Linked DNA regions of Zea mays: region 2 is linked to region 1. The links are chromatin contacts, called in public Hi-C maps. All regions are on one chromosome and are shown on one strand. Each heading gives the region's core, a stretch centred on a gene start, on an enhancer-like site or on the middle of the called end of the contact. The rest is flanking DNA. Distances are from core to core; before and after follow the strand shown. Region 1 holds the start of LOC541644 (plastidic general dicarboxylate transporter). Region 2 holds the start of LOC103641321 (LETM1-like protein).

What was found. Hi-C and Micro-C count contacts between places; a contact is called where the count stands out from the background.
Region 2: a Hi-C map of ear shows a contact between it and region 1, with 4 times the contacts expected there. The contact joins the promoter of LOC103641321 here to the promoter of LOC541644 in region 1. A contact is called at or near these places in 8 of 25 Hi-C or Micro-C datasets (bundle sheath, ear, endosperm and 4 more).

Annotation. Positions count from the first base shown.
Region 1 is chr1:185,951,475-185,954,900 of Zm-B73-REFERENCE-NAM-5.0, reverse strand. LOC541644 (plastidic general dicarboxylate transporter) reads left to right here and starts at 1,788. Exons shown (of 4, transcript NM_001111399.2): 1 at 1,788-2,683. The coding sequence starts at 1,907.
Region 2 is chr1:186,145,742-186,149,167 of Zm-B73-REFERENCE-NAM-5.0, reverse strand. LOC103641321 (LETM1-like protein) reads right to left here and starts at 1,619. Exons shown (of 14, transcript XM_035964184.1): 1 at 1,284-1,619; 2 at 1-364. The coding sequence starts at 1,357.

The DNA of each region.
Region 1 (3,426 bases), core at 539-3,038:
GGTGTCACCCCTTTCCCATCCGTGCCTCGTGCCACGCCTTCTCTAGCCCCTAAAACCCACCACTTTGATTCCTGCATCATCTCGCCCATCGCTCGAGCCTTAACGTCGACTCTTGTTTGTCGCTTCAGACCTTGCACCACCTCCATCCGGTGAGGGTGATTTTTTGTTGATAGATAAATTAATATAGTAACATAAACATGTTAGTTACGGTAGTTAGTCAGGTAGGTATTTTCTAGTTAGTTTATTAGGTAAGTTTTAGTAACTTGATATTTAGGTAGTGAACACGGCGATACTAGTTAGTGAGTAGTTTTTGTAGTATTTAGTTTCATTTAGTTGCTTCTATCCAAATATGTTTGCTATTATTAAATTTGGTTCTATGTATGGTTCGCTACATGAAATATATGGATAATCTAGTAACTATATACCATTCGAGGTAGTGGACAAAAATAATTATGTAAATATTGAACTTATCAAGATGTAAAGCGAGTGTGTGATATTCAGTGATCGAGCATTCTCTGGTGAGTTAATTGCTAGAGGTAGGTAGGAGTTACATTTTAACGAAAATGTGGATGATATCTTAGTTGATAGGGCTGCTTCACTTGGGTTTGAAATATCAATTGTAAGGCACATGCCCTCAATTTTGTGTTGCGGTTTCTCTCCTCACCAGAAATACATTACTTCCCTACAACAATTAGATTTGGGATCTGCATCACGGAAGTTAGATTTTTATTTGTATGAGTTATTCAATTTTAATTATTTAAGTGATGCAATTTTTATTTGTTTTATGAATTGTGTAATTTTTAAGTAATTCAATTTTTATTTTTCTCATATAGCATGAATTATTTATTTTCAAGTATCGTATTTTTAAATCTTTTTATGAACTATGTAATTTTTATTTGCTTATTTATATATTCAACAATGTTTCATTTGCAATATAAATCTGTAAAAAAGCGATGTGATGTTGAGGTGAGCTTACGATGTTCGATAGTGCGATCGGTAATGTGATTGATGGTTGGAGTGGGTGTTAAGGGCCATTGCCTATAGGATGTTTGGTATAGCTTTTCTCCACTCTATAGCAGTTCTGCTTCAAAACTTTAGATGTAGTAGCTCTAAATGAATGTAATGAAGATCAATCTGACCTTGCTTTATACATAATAACTTGAACTTGCTTTATATATAATAAGATTATGCACATGAAGAATTTAGAATGTACCCGCCATTGGTATTGGCTATGAGAAAACAATATATGTCGTTTTTAAGAATTTTATAGCAGTAAAGGAGCTACTCCAAATCATTGTTACTTTTATCTCTCAAAACTTTATGGTGTTTGTAATGTTGGAGTTAGATTGTTTAGCTGACTGTGGTTAGATTTTTTCTCTTAATTTTTGCTCCAAACACAACTATTTTACCACGTCTATTAAATTTTCTAGAGCTAGCGAGAGAATACCCGAAACAAGGCGTGAGGAACAGAGGAGTACCCGAACGGGTAGAGACGGTGACCACGAGACATATGACGTGGGCACTGATGCACGTCATGTCATAGGCAATACCGTAGATTCCGCCCATATCAACATCTGAACCATACAGCCACACCTGACGATCCCAATCTTCCTTCTCACTGCCGATGGGGTCCACCCCGCCGATTCCTGAAACAAAACTGGTTGCGATGATCTGTCATCAAACCGAAGGAGATCCGCACATACGTACAATTGTACAGTACAGTAGAGAAACTGGTCCCACTAGTACACTACCCCTGCTGTCAAGAGCAGCCTGACAGTGACAGATCACGCCTCTCCAGCTCCCCGTTTTATAAAAACAAAACAAACAAAAACAAATCTTACCTGTCGTTGCTCTCCGCCGCCACCAGTGCCCGTAGCGCTCGCCGCCGCCGCCGCCGCCGCCACCAATGGAGAGCCTCCGGCTCGCCGTCACCCACCGACCGGCTCTCCCTCTCCCGACCTCCCATAGCCACCTCCGCCGCCGCCATCTGCACCTCCACCTCCACTCTTACCCCAATCCCCTCTCCCTCTCACCCCCCATCGCCTCCCACCTCTCACCTATCCCTCGCCGCCACCTGCCCCCGCTCCTCGCCTCCGCATCGGCCTCTCAAGCGAGCTCTAAGCCGGCGGCGTCGGCGGCATCTGGCGGTGCTAAACCGCTGCCCCTCTTTCTCTCGCTTGCCGCCGGCCTCGCCGTCCGCTTCCTCGTGCCGCGGCCGGCCGAGGTAACCCCAGAGGCCTGGCAGCTCCTCTCCATCTTCCTCTCCACCATCGCGGGGCTCGTCCTCGGCCCGCTCCCCGTCGGTGCGTGGGCGTTCCTTGGCCTCACAGCCACCGTCGCCACCCGCACGCTCCCCTTCACCGCCGCGTTCGGGGCGTTCACTAACGAAGTCATCTGGCTCATCGTCATATCCTTCTTCTTCGCGCGCGGCTTTGTCAAAACCGGACTCGGCGACCGCGTCGCCACGTACTTCGTCAAATGGCTGGGGCGCAGCACTTTGGGCCTATCCTATGGGCTTGCCATCAGCGAGGCTCTCATCTCCCCTGCCATGCCCAGCACCACGGCCAGGGCTGGAGGTGTTTTCCTTCCCATCGTCAAGTCGCTATCGCTCTCGTCCGGAAGCAAGCCCAACGATCCATCGGCGAAGAAACTCGGCTCTTATCTTGTGCAATCGCAGTTACAGGTAACAACGGCGCGCTTGAATGCTTGATCATGCAGTGCAGATGCATGCTGGTTTTACATTAAGATGTTACCAGTCTAATAAATCCCGCTGTTATATCAGATATTCGTTTTGGCTCTGAGCCTTTTAAATTTTGTTCCAGATAGATGAATCGGTGCATGTGCCTGCCTAGTGCTTATATCTCTAGAAGCAGAAGCATGCTGCATGCATTTTTTTTTTCTTTCGGAAATCTGATAGTGATAGCTGCATCCGTTACTGTTACACTGTTACTGTTGTTGGGGGTGAACTTCTTACATAGATTATAAGTGGGATGTGTGCCGAGTAGGAGAAAGGGGGGAGAGAAGAGAAACGGGCCCTAAGTTTACCGTCAGCTTATGCACAAGAAAAGAAAATACGTGAGACAAACAAGTGGGCCTTAGAGTAGCTAACTACTAAATAGAACGAGTTGTATTATTAGCCTTGCTTAAAACTATTGTACTCTGTAATTGTTAATATGATAGGGCCTACTAATGGAAACTGCGTCTTAAGATTATTTAGTGTCTCATAGAAATCCACACTGATGCTAATCACCACTGAATTGAAAAACCGTGTTCACTCTTGAGTGCAGTTTGAGTCATTTGATTGCATAACAGTGATTTGAAGGACTGAACAAATTGATCCTTAAAAATATTTGTTATGGTTGTTTGCCTTGTTGGTCACTTGACTCAATGCAAAGAAAGCCGTGAAACAAACATGGCATTTCTATG
Region 2 (3,426 bases), core at 370-2,869, 190 kb before region 1:
GACGAGTCCATTGCTGATATCTTCACTCTGCAATGCTTTATTCAATTTCAACTTTATTTCATCAATGTTGCTTGTAGAACCAACTTGCAGAGCTCCATTAACAGATATATGGTTGCCATCACCATCAGAAGCCAATGGAATAATGTGAACCATCCTTCTAGTTCTCTGGAAGACTCCCTTGTGTCTCCGAAACTCCAACCATCTACCACTGTGGATGGTCCTGTCACACTCCGACAGTGAGTTCCTCAAGTAGCACTTCCTCTTTGAAATGCGGGAGTGGAATTTGTGAGTCTTTACATCAACAATGCTTCTGCATATGAATCTGAAACCATATACTTTCTCCAGAGTATGAACATTCGAAGTGCTGCAAACATAAACCACTTGAACCAACATTACAAATCTGAAAAAAATCACTAGAATTTAGCTGTACCACGATCAGAAACTCTTAAGATCTATATTTTCTATATATCTTATAATCCTAAATGAAACTATAATTCCATGTCCACATGCAAGTCATCCACATCAACAACCCACTAGAGCATGCAATTATGGCGCTATCACTTCATGCAAGCTACATCATCCACTAACATACATTTATTTGTTCATATCAGCAATACCATAATATCCACTAAAATTCATTAGCGATTTCCCAGCAATGCTCGGGCTATCTTCTAGTATAGTCAATTGATAATCGCAGGACTCGCATGGACTAGCCCAATAAATCAATGTCATAGGCAAGCTACTATTCAGACAGGGACAGCCCTAAGTGAGAACAAATCTGGTAGGATATGTATGAAGTGACGCCACTCGAAGATTAAAACTTCAATGAATCAGACAGAAACCTAAGAGAGTATGTGAAGTTCGTTTCAGACAAGGGCTCTGTTTGGCACAGGTTCTACACAGGTTTAAATAGAAGCTGTGCCAAACATGAAGTAGCTTATCAGTTCAGCTCAGCTGCTTCTCACAATGAACTAAAAACGGCCAATAAGTAGAAGCTGTTTTTTATCGGCTTATGGGCTTATCGGATAAGCCGCTTTTCCAACAACCCAAACAGGGTAATAGACTCCCCGTTTGGAAGCTCTGGTATCTGAGACCACCGAAATGCTAGATTCACACGGTTCTCCAGCTGCGCAGCGCCGATGCACGCGCGCAATTCCACGATCAATTGAACCAACCCCACGATTACAACCAAAACATCCGTCCAATCCATCCGCTCACGAGCGAACGGTCAAACGCCGAATCGTGGCACCGCACAAGAAGCGTAAGCGGGAAAGCAAACGAACCTGGCCGCGCACCTGGGATCTCCGCCGGCGCTGAGGGGAAGGTGGCACGGCTGCGACGCCACGGCGGTCGCCATCAGTGAGGCGCGACAACTGCTGCTCCTGCGCGCTTGTCGCCGGCGGCTGCGCGGGGCCCGGAGAGGGATATGGTTTATATGGGGACGAGGAGGTGAGCTAGCGGAGTGCGACGACGAAGGGGAAGAGCGGCCAGGAGAATGGGTGGACGGGGGAAGAGGAGGCGAGGAGCCCCCCCGGAAACGGTAGGCGCTGGACGCGGCCACCGGGTGCCTTTGCCGGGACGCTTCGCTGCTTCACGTTCACGGTCGGGGCGACCAACTAACAAACCAGACCATGTAAATAGGCGCAAAACACTATTTTGTAACTATTTATAAAGTAAAATTCGGTATAGACAACACTATTTATAAAAGTATAGTTTAGAATAGAAAGTGAAATAGGTAATCTGTTAAAGATAGATAACTTAAGGGTCTGTTTGTTTACCCCATGGATTATATAATCTGGATTATTTTTGGAGGATTATATAATCTGGATTATATAATCTGAGTAGTTCTGTTTGTTTACCCAGATTATTTGAGTTGTTAATAGGATTCTTTTGTATGAGGAAGACAAGAATGCCCTCTATATTTGTACTAGGTTGAAACTCATATATGAAAAAAAATAATTCAATTGACATTGGCAAATATTGCATTAGCAATATTATCACGGAAGACATTCATGTCACCTTCTTCATCTCCAAATTGACTAGTACTAGGCGCAAAAACGATTCGGTGGATTATAATGGCAATGGTGGGTAATTTCTAGGAAACTTGAAAGGGTAGTGGGGAAGCGGGAAAAAAATAATCTGAAATAAGCACCTCCTCACTTGCTTATGGATTATCATAATCAAAGGGGTTAGATTATATAATCTGGGCAAATAAGCTGGACTGTTTGTTTGCCTCTTAGGATTATTTAATCCAGATTATATAATCTAGGGGTAAACAAACAGGCCCTAAGACCTTGTTTGTTTATCTAAGATTATACTCAGAATCAATCTAGCTGATCAAATCTTATATATTAGTGAAATAATCTTACTAGGAATCGTTCCGACCACCCAATCCAGAAAAAACAAAGCCTCACTAGGCAATACCGCTGCTTGGCCTTGATATCCTTCTTTCTCACTTATTACCTATGTTATTGTCTATAGAATGCAAGTGTGGTCTTATAATCGCTTTCTCTTTCTTTTTTCTGAACAATATGTAAGTGTTTTTTGTACATCATCGTCAGTTGCCACAAATGCTTCGTTATACATACGCAAAATAAATAAGTTGTAAGGTGTCTAATTCTTTTTTTTGAAACATAGTCGGGGCGACACCCACCTATCATTGATAGATTGGAACACGTGCTAAGCGTGATATAGGACGAATGTTGACTATAGGACAAAATCTAGATAGAACTAGATAAACTCCTTATCTACTTACCTTACTCTAAATCACTCTATATTTTTCTTGATCATGTCTCACCTTTTGTTGTTCTACTCTGATTACTCTTATTTTTTCTACTAGGTGAGTGCACGTGCGTTGCGACGGCGTACAAATTATTCAATAAATGTTAGTGCACAACAATTGAACTGCATGTTAATTACATGGAAATATATAAAAAAAATTTACAAAAGTATTGATGATGGAAATAGTGAAAACTGGACGATGGTAGAAACAGTGGAACATGTGCTAACTCTTAAACTCGGTTTTATAATGTATGTTGATTTGGGTACGTGATATTGAGAAGTTTAAATTTGGCTATAACATATGAACAATAACCAAGACTAACCAAATAAAAGTAAAATGAATATGTCCATCATAAAAAATATACTCCCTCATACATTATTTGCATAGTGTTCATCAACATATAATGCTAGTTAGCTAGTAGTAGCCACACTGCTAGAGTTGCCCCATGAAGCGTATTCACATCCAAAACGACATACATTCATAAACAAATGGAGTATGTAATTGTACATGGGAATTTGATAGATAAGATTAAGTGAAGCAAGTTTGGATAAGTACAACTTATTTAAAAACTCATATAAAGAATCAAATGTACTTGAGATACAATAGCTCAAAAGTTCTAACATAATATGATAATGGTCAGCACA